Regions from separate parts of the Mus musculus genome. Here region 2 is linked to region 1. Evidence: chromatin contacts called from public Hi-C data. All regions are on one chromosome and are shown on one strand. Each heading gives the region's core, a stretch centred on a gene start, on an enhancer-like site or on the middle of the called end of the contact. The rest is flanking DNA. Distances are from core to core; before and after follow the strand shown.

What was found. A called contact is a pair of places that touch in the nucleus more often than the background predicts.
Region 2: a contact with region 1 is called in a Hi-C map of forebrain, with 3 times the contacts expected there. The contact joins two enhancer-like sites. A contact is called at or near these places in 1 of 484 Hi-C or Micro-C datasets (forebrain) and 4 of 115 datasets of contacts at active chromatin or transcription factors (astrocytes, embryonic basal ganglia, embryonic forebrain and 1 more).

Annotation. Positions count from the first base shown.
Region 1 is chr8:90,299,440-90,304,413 of GRCm38.p6, reverse strand. All of the region lies in intron 1 of Tox3 (TOX high mobility group box family member 3), which reads left to right. Among named protein-coding and RNA genes, the nearest start is that of Tox3, 46 kb to the left of the region's middle. Within about 2 kb of position 2,068, at least 67 of the 459 cell types and tissues checked have an H3K27ac peak or open chromatin away from gene starts, as enhancers often do. A contact at or near this core is called in forebrain, where this site is marked.
Region 2 is chr8:90,655,084-90,660,863 of GRCm38.p6, reverse strand. No RefSeq gene overlaps it. Among named protein-coding and RNA genes, the nearest start is that of Gm35850, 83 kb to the left of the region's middle. Within about 2 kb of position 2,938, at least 20 of the 459 cell types and tissues checked have an H3K27ac peak or open chromatin away from gene starts, as enhancers often do. A contact at or near this core is called in forebrain, where this site is marked.

The DNA of each region.
Region 1 (4,974 bases), core at 819-3,318:
CCTTGTGTTTTTGCCACACTTCCACAAAGTTTTACTTAACATTGTGTGTACCTGGAAACTTGTCTTGAAGGGATGTCTCTCCAGGAATACGCAAGGTCTGCATCTCGCAGGTCATTTAAAAGTAAATGCCGCCTGGCTTCGTGCGAGCAGCTGTGTGAATCGCCGGGACTCTGGTGTGGAACACCTAATTCCCTTCTGTTGCTTACTGGCTTTCTAATTTTACCCCTGTGATCATAGTTGTAAAACCTAATTTCCAAAGGGTCTTGTGAATCCTATTAGTAGCTCTGTGTTATAATAGCAATTTTATATTGCATTGGTATTCATTTTCACTATTATGGAATAATCAAATCAGCACCTCTCTTATTCTGCCGTCGAAATAGAAAATAATGGGGCTGTAATGTAGAACTGCTAATGTGATGGAGCTCGCTCATTGTGTTAGGGGAAGAATGTCCTCCTTTCTTGTTCCAGCTCACTTGAAACTGTGATTGAGGAAGGAAATGGAAGGCATTTCTACATCTGTGATAAGGCCCTGCGAACATCCTTCGTTTGAATACGTAATTGTCTTTTGATGGCTCTGGGTACTCATAGGCACACCTGGAGGACATTCCCTGCCATGGTGGCCAATGAGCTGGCAACAGGGTTGCTGTGTGGACCGGTTTTTGTGCTGTGGTTTCTCTTTTAATCATGAGGAACATTTGATGTCTCTTTGCTTGCGGAGGAATTATGCCCTCTACCTTGCTCATCAAGGCCTTCATCTACTTTGTTTTGTTGTTGGTGGGTTCCCCCCCCCCTTCTCTCTTTTTAAAATCATGAAGAACATATTTAGGCTACATCATTAGAGACTTCCTCCATCCCTGCAGGTCTGAGTTGACAGGGATGTTGGGAGGCAGGTCAAGTGACTGCCTAATGAAGATGAATGAAGAAAATTGCGGGGACCAGGATCATGCTGGGGCTCCCAGCTCAGGTTGTTGGAAGTGTGATGGAATCTCATCGCTTCATTTATCAGTGTCATATTTGGGCTAAAAGTGAGCGGTATTGTTCTCATCTCTCCCAGATGGATAGGTCAACTTTAATATTTATTGCTCATGTAGAACATTTGTTTGATGTATTTCCATTAGCTAGGCAATAATAGAAAAGCAGTGGAGAGAGACAGGAAACAGTTCCCTTCCTATTTAGTTGAAATACAGCACACGCTAGTGTGTAACTACGGCCCGAAGTGCCCTGGATTCCCGCCCCCCTTCGGCTGATGACGTGATTGTATATATTAAAGAGTCCCATGGAAATAAAGGGAGCAGCATGAATATAATACCCATTGAGAGCAGCTGGCGGCGTATAAATTGTGTTGTCTTTTGAATTTCACGATTTGGTCATGTAATTGGCGAGTTTTTCTTGGCTGTATATTCAATTCTTGGTCTAATATCGTATTTTAGAATGGGAGTAATGCGTAGTGGATTGCTTCATCCTCTGGGCTCTATGGTGAATCTCAAGAAAGCTAAAATTTTCTAGAGAGAGAACAATTTGTTTTCAGTAGTGGAATCATGTTGATTATTTTCTTTGTATATTTGTGGGAAGGAATATCTTGTTACCAAAACCCATATGTTTAGAATATATGAAAGGTAAGACCCTAAGTATTGAAAACGGTGGCCTCTGTGAGAGCAGCTAGCTCCCCATTTATCAGCCGATGTTCACATTTTGCAGTAATCTGAATGTTGGAGTATTATTTTCTACCCTGGAACAAACCTAGCTCTTTGTGAGGTAGGTGTTGTCTTAAGCGCAACGCAAACATCTTAGCCATATGTTTCTATAATTTAAATTAATTTGGTACAGTCATACTGTTAATCTTCAGCGACTTGTTGATTGGCATTTTGCAGACATATTTCTGGAAGGCTCCCAGTGCCGTTTTTCTGCAGCCTTTCTGGCAGTAGCAAGGAGCAACATTTCCACAAATTGGAATCTTGTACAGCACTGGGAAGCGAGCCAAGATTTAAATTAGACAATAACCTCTGCTCTGTATATAGCTCCCATTCTTCAGCTGTAGGCAGAGTGATTTGTTTAATACAGTCAGCCCTGTACCATATAATAGACTGATGTATGAGTCACTCCTTGGCAATGTGTGTTGCTTAAATTTATATAGATTGAACAACTGGTTGGTAATGTACTTAGTTACAGTGCTACAAACAATAACTATTAGGAGAACTGAAACTGCCTCTGCAAGGGCCATGCTGGGGAGGTGTTTGGGAGGATCCTGAAGGGCTGTGATTTTTAGAATGATTCTCCTTTTGAGGCTAAGAGACTTCTACTTCATAAACACGAGTGTGCTGCTTTTATTTATTTATTTTTTTAAAAAGCAAAGCAGCCATAAAAGTTTTATGTTATAGTTTTCTGTTTCTCATTTTCTATTTGTTGAAAATTGAATTGGGAGAACCTAATTTGCTTCAAAAATTAAACTAAACATCAGCCTGCTTTTGGGGCAAGACCATTTGGTTGTGGTTTTGCATGTGTGCCTGTGAGTGTTTAAACATTAGCTGTTTCTTTTAAAGGAATATCCGTGTAGATGTGTATTTAACCATGTTTTCCAGGTTGGGCCGTGTCCCTGGCCTTAGCTGTTCACATGCTGAAAGAGACCTTTCTGAACAAAGATCTTTTCTTTAGAGAAGAGCTTGTGTTCCAAGTTCAGTTCATGTTTATTTAAAAGATTAAAATCATTAGACCAGATCTCACTCTTTTTTTTTTTTGCCTTCTTTGGGGTCCAAAAGAAAATTGATTTTGCGTTCCGTGAGAGTGGGGTCTGAAAGAGTATATTCAGGGATACACAAACAGAGGCGATGTAGAAATCTCTGTGTGCAGCTGAACAAAGCAATTCTGTTTTTACCACTGAGCATTTGCTGAGTCTGGGTGTGAAATGTTCTGAACAGAATTGTCACCTGTCTTATGAAAGCACTTCTTTTTTAAGGCAAAGGATCATTATAATCTGAAATATTTTAATGCTTTTGTTGTCGTTGTTGTTTTGGCTTTTGGGGGGGATTTCTTTTTTTTTTTTTTTTTTTTACCTCTGCCAACTGGAGCATTTATAAAATAACATATTCTGTAAATATTGAACAATACAAAGACATCTTTCATAACAGTTTATAGTATGCTGCCTGTGCTCGGTGGGAGCCAGGCAGTAGTTAGTGGCAAATGATATGCCAATCAAAAATTATTATTACGAGTGTAACCTGCTGTAATGCTGTGTCTTATCTGGAAGTGTCAACTTGATAGAAGCCAACTCTTTGTCTTTTAGAGTTAAGCTCTTGTTTGCCCTCAGTTAATTCTGTCTCCCAAAGGCTCATTTGAATTGCATGAAGGATAATCTGCTTGACAGTTTTATACATTTAAACAATCTTGATTATATGGTATTTTACATGTTTTTAAAGCTCCCAGTTACAATTTTATGTAGGCTTTTAAAGAAGTCTTTAGTCTGAAAAGGAATGAGCGAAATCGATAGGTAGAATCTGATCCACCTGAGCATCATTCAGTGGAACTGGATAGGGGCTCTTCTCCGGGGTGCTGTTGTGTGAACATTGATGAGGGGTGGCAGCATGCTCAGAATCGCTTCTACTAAAACGTTAATGAATAAATGAAAGAAAACATAGTATCCTAGTTTCAGTGCGCTGGATGGAGGTTGAAGGCAGTCTTCTGCCTGCTCCCCCATGACTTAAATTGGATAATGTCTAGATGAGTTTTGGTTTAGGATCAAGTACCCTGCTGCAAGACTTTGGAGAGTGTCTGTGTGTTAGCTGTCCTCTGGAAGGGCGTGGGTGCACATCATGCTGTGGGACGTTATGAGCTCACCATCTGGTACCAGGCACACTGGCTTCAAATCCACGACCTACCACAGGGTCATGTACTAGGTGAGTTTTGAACAAGATGGAACCCAGCCTCTCTTAAAATCTGCACCGGTACACGGCGGGGAAGGCAATGCTTTCCCTCCAGTGTCCCCATTAAGGTGAGATGAACTGCATGGTCAGCATGTGCTGCAGTTGCTGTGGTGTGTGCCTTTCCAGCTCTAGGGCCATGGAGACCTGGAACAGGGGTCTAGAGACATTTCTTTACTGCCTTTTTCTTTTTTCTTTTTTTTTTTCACTGCCAAACTGCTAGGTGGTCGTTGTCGGGAAATCACATTGCTGTTCTTAACCCTTGAAGGAAAGGAATTTGGAGAAGGAAAAAAAAAAAAAAGGAATTGGGCCTTGAGGGAAAAAGAAGCTGCTAGGTGGGATTTGAACCCTTACCCTTGATTTGAATGCAGGGGGCAGTAGAAATGTAATAGAGGTCTATCTCTTGTTCACTTATGAGAATAACTTCTTCCCAGAAGACCTGTTAGTTCCCCTCCCAGGAGAGTGCTGAGGACAGGGTAAGAGATGAGGGACTGAATCTACGAAGCTAGTTTACCTCTCCCCACTAGCACAGATCTGAGGCGGATGGCTTGCCGCGAGTAAGATGCCAACTGAAAACCCCTGCCCTCCACAATCTCCTGTTGAGGCTGGTGAAGTAACTGCCCTGAGTAAACATTGATTGGTGGAGATAGCGCAAGTGATGTCACCAGATGCAAGTGAGCACAGCCTGTTGTGGACTCTATGCAAGGGCTGAGAGGAGCACATTGTGATGGTTCAGATTAGCCACTGGTAAGGACCTGCAGTGTGTAAGCAATGAAATGTAATACAAGTGTAGTCTTTGTCTGCTTAGAGACATGGATGTTGCTCTGGCTATCTGTCAGTGGGCACACAGACTAATAGTTACTCTACATTCTTAATTTAAATTTTTTTAGATTACAATACAATCACATTATAATTATGTTTCTTCTTCCCATTCCTCCCTCCAACCCCTCACTTGTCCCCCAACTTGTGCTTTCTTTCAAATTCATTTCCTCTTTTTTCTTTTATTGCTCTCTCTCTCTCTCTCTCTCTCTCTCTCTCTCTCTCTCTCTTTCTGTGTGTG
Region 2 (5,780 bases), core at 1,689-4,188, 360 kb before region 1:
AACAACACCCTCCCCTACCCCCCCCCCCCGCAAGACTATTGTCTCTAGGGAAACGTGAGAAAGAAAACAACCGTTATTAACTTACTCATGACTGTACAGTTAAAATGTTTATTGATCTGATAAAACAAAAATGGTTTTATTGAGAAGAGTGTGTGTGAATAAGAGTATTCATGAAGCTAAGGGATGGAAGAGAAGTTTAGTTATCACCGGAAGTGGAGGAGGGCAACAATGCGGTATAAAAGGCAAGACTGGGAACTTCATAACACGTATGCTGTTCATGGTTACTGGGGTGATGGACATGGGGGCAAAGGGTGACAGGTGCTGAGTGTCATGTAATCTTCTATGACTCCTTGACTCTTTAAATATATGCCTTTATATATTTGATAATCATAAAATTAAAGATAGCTTTGTAGAGTATCTGTTGTGTCATGAGGACCTCACAATAAGTTTTTATCATTATTTTTCTTATTCCTAGTGTGCTGAAATGGGCCAGGTGTGAAAGGGAGAATTTTCTTTAAACTTTTGAATTTAAATACTTTAAAATTTTTCTTTAAAAACCATCATCATCACCACCACCACCACCATCATCATCATCGTGATGGACATCCAGGTGCTACAGCCTGAGTATGGAGGTCAGGAGGAAACAACGTTCAAGAGTTGCTTTCCTCTCCATCCTCTATGGGATCCTGCCATCAAATTTAGGTTGTCAGGCTTTAGTGGTATCTTACGGGCCCAGGAGAACGTTTCTGGATGTAAAACAACTCAAGCTGTTAGCTCAAACCCATTTTCTGTATGATGATCTGACTGTTGAACTTCAGTGCAGAGGTGGAGGCCTATGCCCTCTTTAGAATTTAGGAGGATGAAGCCAAGTCTTCTACAACAGATGTCCTCAGTGTGTTTGGGATGCCACACTTCATTTCTTATGACTCTGTTTACCCTTCATACCACTGTGTCAGAACAGCCCAAGAGCGGAGTCATGTGAGAAATCTGACTGCTAGTGAGAAAACTCCAGCAAAACAAGACGAGAGTCTTGTGACCTCGGTTTCTTCAAAACACAAAATTGTTCTTGAAATGTGTTTTTGTGCTCTTCCCAGGTGCAGTGGATAGGAGTGAAGTTACCTCATGTGCTGTCACTCATGTTCCTCAGGGGAAAACATGCTTTTGCCATGTGAGGCATTGTCCTTGTGATTGGACACTTCACTCAGGTGACTCTTCTTAACCCTCAGCATATAAATTGTCCGATGCTCTGAATAAAGTTGAATAGTTGAATCTTGGATGCGACTTTATTTTGCTTCATTTTTAGGTCCTGCTCTCCCAGGTTCATGACACCAGCTAGGTGGGTAAACGGCATTGATGCTGTGGTTATCTTCACTGGGAGGTTGGGGAAGGGTCTTGGAAGGGTTAACATTGTTCCCCATCACACAGTAAGGGAGAAGTAAGACTGGGAGTGGAGCCCAGCTTTGAAAGCCTAAGGCCATGCTAGCTCCTCTGCTCCTCCCTCCTCCTCTCCACCCCCAGCAGCAGAGAGTTCACAGGCACAATCCGGAATGACAGCCTCACAATGGAATCATGCAGAAAGTCCGGATGTGTGGAGGACTGGCAGGGTCCAGCTACATCTGTGTGTTCCTGCCAGTGAACAGACCCTTGGGCTGGTGCCCTGGTTACAGACCAGGGGGCTGTCCTTTTGTTCTTGGGTCTGCAGAGCCTCTACTCTCAACAGTTTAGCACCATAGAGCCAACACACTATTGTTTAATCTCACGGATCTCTCCTGACAGGACAATTTGTTCTCTCTTCACCCTGGAGAGATGGGTGAAGGCTAAATGTAAACAGAATCTTCGTCCTACTCAAAACAAAGTCAGAGCTTTGACTTTGAGCTAAAGATGTCACAGGCCACGGAAGGAAGTAAGACTCTGAAAACCACTGAGATTTCTGCCTTACCTTTGTACAGCTGGCCATACTTTTTTCTTTTTTTTTTTAACTTCACTTCTGTCCAGGTGATTTGGAGCCTACAATGACTGGGAGATTTAGGGGTCCCTGGTGCTACACAAATCTAGATGTCTATTGCATTTATGTTTTGTGTATATTGTATGTTGTTACTGTTTATTTGTCTGAGATAAGAGTCCTGCTACGCAGTCCAAGTTGGGCCCCAGACTCACAATCCTCCTGCCTCAGCATCCTTTCCAGCTTCCTTCTGAGCTTCTATGCGTGTAGCACTCTACCTGCATTTTAAAGGCATATTATAGAAATCGTGGCATGTGCACCAGTCAGGATAAACTTGGAAAGGAGATGGTACCTTGATAAAGGTTGTCAGTGTGCATTTTTGCTGTCTGAACTTGTTTTGTTTTAACCAAGGTGGGTGTAGCAGGAAGGGAACTCTGGGAGAATGGTGAAGTACTTCAAGCCAGCAACAGTGAGGAGCTCTAACCACCATATGCTTAAAGGGCACCAGACCTTCAAGAGAAAGTTATATAGAACAGCTGTCTGGAGTTGCTGAGATTATGGGCAGTGGTGGTGGCAGGGGAAAGGGGAGACAGTACCTTCCAAATGTACTGGAAGGATGGAGCCTGGGAATAAACATTTTCCTATACCTCCTCCTCCATCACCAGCCAGTGCCTCCCCTTGGGTAAACCTGACTAGAGGGCAGAAGGCCAAGGGATACATAATAAAGTCCTATAGGTTGGCTCCCCTGGACAAGGAAGAGGGTGGAGACAGATGGAGGGTAGGTTTGGTGAAGCCAGAAAGAGACACTTAAATTCGGGTTCACCTGTGGCTCCAACTTGTCTGTTCTGGTGTAGGCCCTCTGTCCTGCTTCCTTTGTATGCCTTTGTCACCTTTAGATCCAGTCCTGCAAACGGTGCCAGCTCTTCTCAAGGATATGAGCACTCTCAGCGAGTATATTTTTATTGTGAAGACATCTGCACCTTCTTGCCAGCCAAAAACAACATATGGAAGCGTTTCCCACATTTTCACCAGGGGGCACTCACTCCTTTCCCATGGATAGCTAGAAAGGCTTTTTTTTTTTTTTTTTTTTTTTTGCAAGTATTTGCTAGCCAAAATAGAATCCTTTTCTGTGGGCACAGCGACTGTTGGAACAGCTCTGTCCTAAAGTGATTTCTATGTAGCTAAACACTGTTTCTGTTTGAAAGACGACTGGACCCTGGGACGATTTCTTGGTAAATGTTTAGGGCCCAGCTTGCACACTGCCGGGAAAGTGTTTGGGTCTAAATGCTGTCTTATTCTGCCATTAAAATGAACAAAGCCAGAAAGACTTTGAAAAGATAATCGGCATGCCTAATTTGTAGGTGCTTAAAAAAAAAAAAAAAGCAAAAAAACCTAGCTGAAGGCCAACCAATCAAAGCTGGTTTTGAAAAACCTCTCTGTAGGGATTGTCTTGTACCCATCCCCATGATTCATCCTCATGGATAAGTAGAGGGTCCTGGGGGAAAGGTGTTTTCTCAAGTATAAATTCTTCCAAATGGAAAGACATTTGTTTGCTATCATATCAATCTATTAGCTGTGAGAGTGACACATGCTTTGTCAAAGGATCCGTGCAGTCAGCCAAGCAATATAGCTATGTACGAGGAACGGGCAGAGGGAAGGGGGAGGAGGGGCTTGCTTCTGTTAAAAATGAATCATGGATGAGACCGGGTAAAGACAAATATGGATCTCTGATCCCTTTTAAACGAGCATTGTCTTATACCTGCAGGGAAATACAAAGACTTATTCAAATGTACAGAGTGGAGAATGGTGGGAAAATTGGTTTCTCTTATCCTATTGGAGGCTTGGCATGGAAGGTATTTGATCTGTCAAAGAGTCAACCAGTCAGTCAGTCATCAAAGGGTAGATTAAAACTGGCTTGTGCCCATGAGCGGAGTTTGTCCTTAAGTCTGGAGTCTGTATGGTATGATGGAGAAGAACAAAAGTTTTGGCATAAAGTCAATCTGGATTCAAATCTTGGCTCTGTCACTTATCTACAATCTCGGGGAAATTCAGTTAACCTCTTGAGCCTTTCTGACATATAAATGGGGGAAATTATATGATCTACTTAATGGACTCAGGGAAGATTAAGGCAGGAACCCAAGCAAAGTTTCTGTTGCATAACAATGAGTAGTGGTAGGTATCATCATGATCTTAATAACAAATCAACCCCATTCCGAGTACTTACTGTCGTTCTATAACAAGGAAACAATCACATGGGTCGAAGTAATTTATTACTTGGCTTTTTTCCCCCTTCAATTAACTTTAGTAGCCAACTATGGTACTGCTAATTAGTTATTTAAAAAACAACAGCTGTTTGAGTGAGTTTACTGTCATAAAAACACAGGATCTTAGAGCTAGGGAGACTAACAGATTCATTTCATCCAAACCTCTTTTAACATGAAGGGAATCCTTTAAAAAAAATCTTTAAAATAAAGCCAACCTATCTGCATAGCCATAAATAGAAAGTGTGGCCAAGACCCACAGTACCTTCCTGGATGAGGACAAAGCTGTGTTTTACTCGATAGCCCTTCCTCGGAAATCAGTGCTTCCCGACGATCAAGGGGTGTTATCTCTTTATTTTCTGTATTCCAGCTACTGTAAGTTTATTTTCATTACTTCCTGTTGCTTTCTGAAACATGTTAGAGAATCTTCTAATCGAGCTTGCAATGAGAAATTAAAAATAGTATCCAGAGTGGTGGATAGAGTGCAATCCTTATCAAAATACCAAGGGGACTACTTCCAGAAATAAACATGCTAAATGCGCACGTGTATGAACACACACACACACACACACACACACACACACACACACACACACACACACACACATACACACTCCAGTCAACCAAAGCAATACTGAGAAGGAAAAGTGAAATTGGATGCATCCCACTTCCTGACTTAGAATTATATCACCAAGTTATACTACTTAAAATAACACGGTACTTGGTCTACCCAATCTTAAGATACATTCCAGTCCATAGTAATTATTAAAAACATCATGGTTCTACCACAAAAATAGACATGTAAATTAGTGTAATAGAACAGAGGGCGCAGATATAAGTCTACACAGTTATAGTCAGTTGATTTTGTACAAAGACGACAAAAAGTGCACACTGGAGAAAAGACAGCTTCTTTAGCAAGTGACTCTGGGTAAAGTGTATGTGTAGCATGTAGAACAATTAAGCTAGATCCTTATCTCTCACCCTGTACAAAAATCAATTCCAAGTGCATTGAAGACCTTAATGTAAAACCCCAGACGCTGAATACCGGTAGAGGGAAAGGTAAGGACTATGTTACAAGAGGTTGGCATAGGTATGGACTTTCTAAATAGAAACCTGGTTGCCCAGAACATAAGGTCAACAATTGACAATTGGGCTTCATAGATTAAAAAAATACTTCTGTACAGCAAAGGAAACAGTTGTATGAAAAGGTAACCTATGAAGGGGGAGGAAAATCCCAGCCAGTTATATATCTGACAGAGGATTGATGTTTAGAGTATGTAAAAAACCCAGAAAACTAAACCCAAGCAATAAATGCCCAATTAAAACAAAAAACAAAAAACTTTGGAACCAAATACAACGTTCTCAAAAATGGCTGGGAAGTAATTTTAAAAGTGTTCAAAATACCATTATTCATCATGCAAATGCAAATTAAAACTATTTTTGAAAGCACCCCAATTAGAATGGTTATCACTATCATCTTGAAAATAGCTGCCAATAAATTCTAGTATTGATGTGGGAAAAGGGGGGAGTTCTTACACACTTCTGGGGGGACTGTAAACTGCTACAGCCACTGTGGA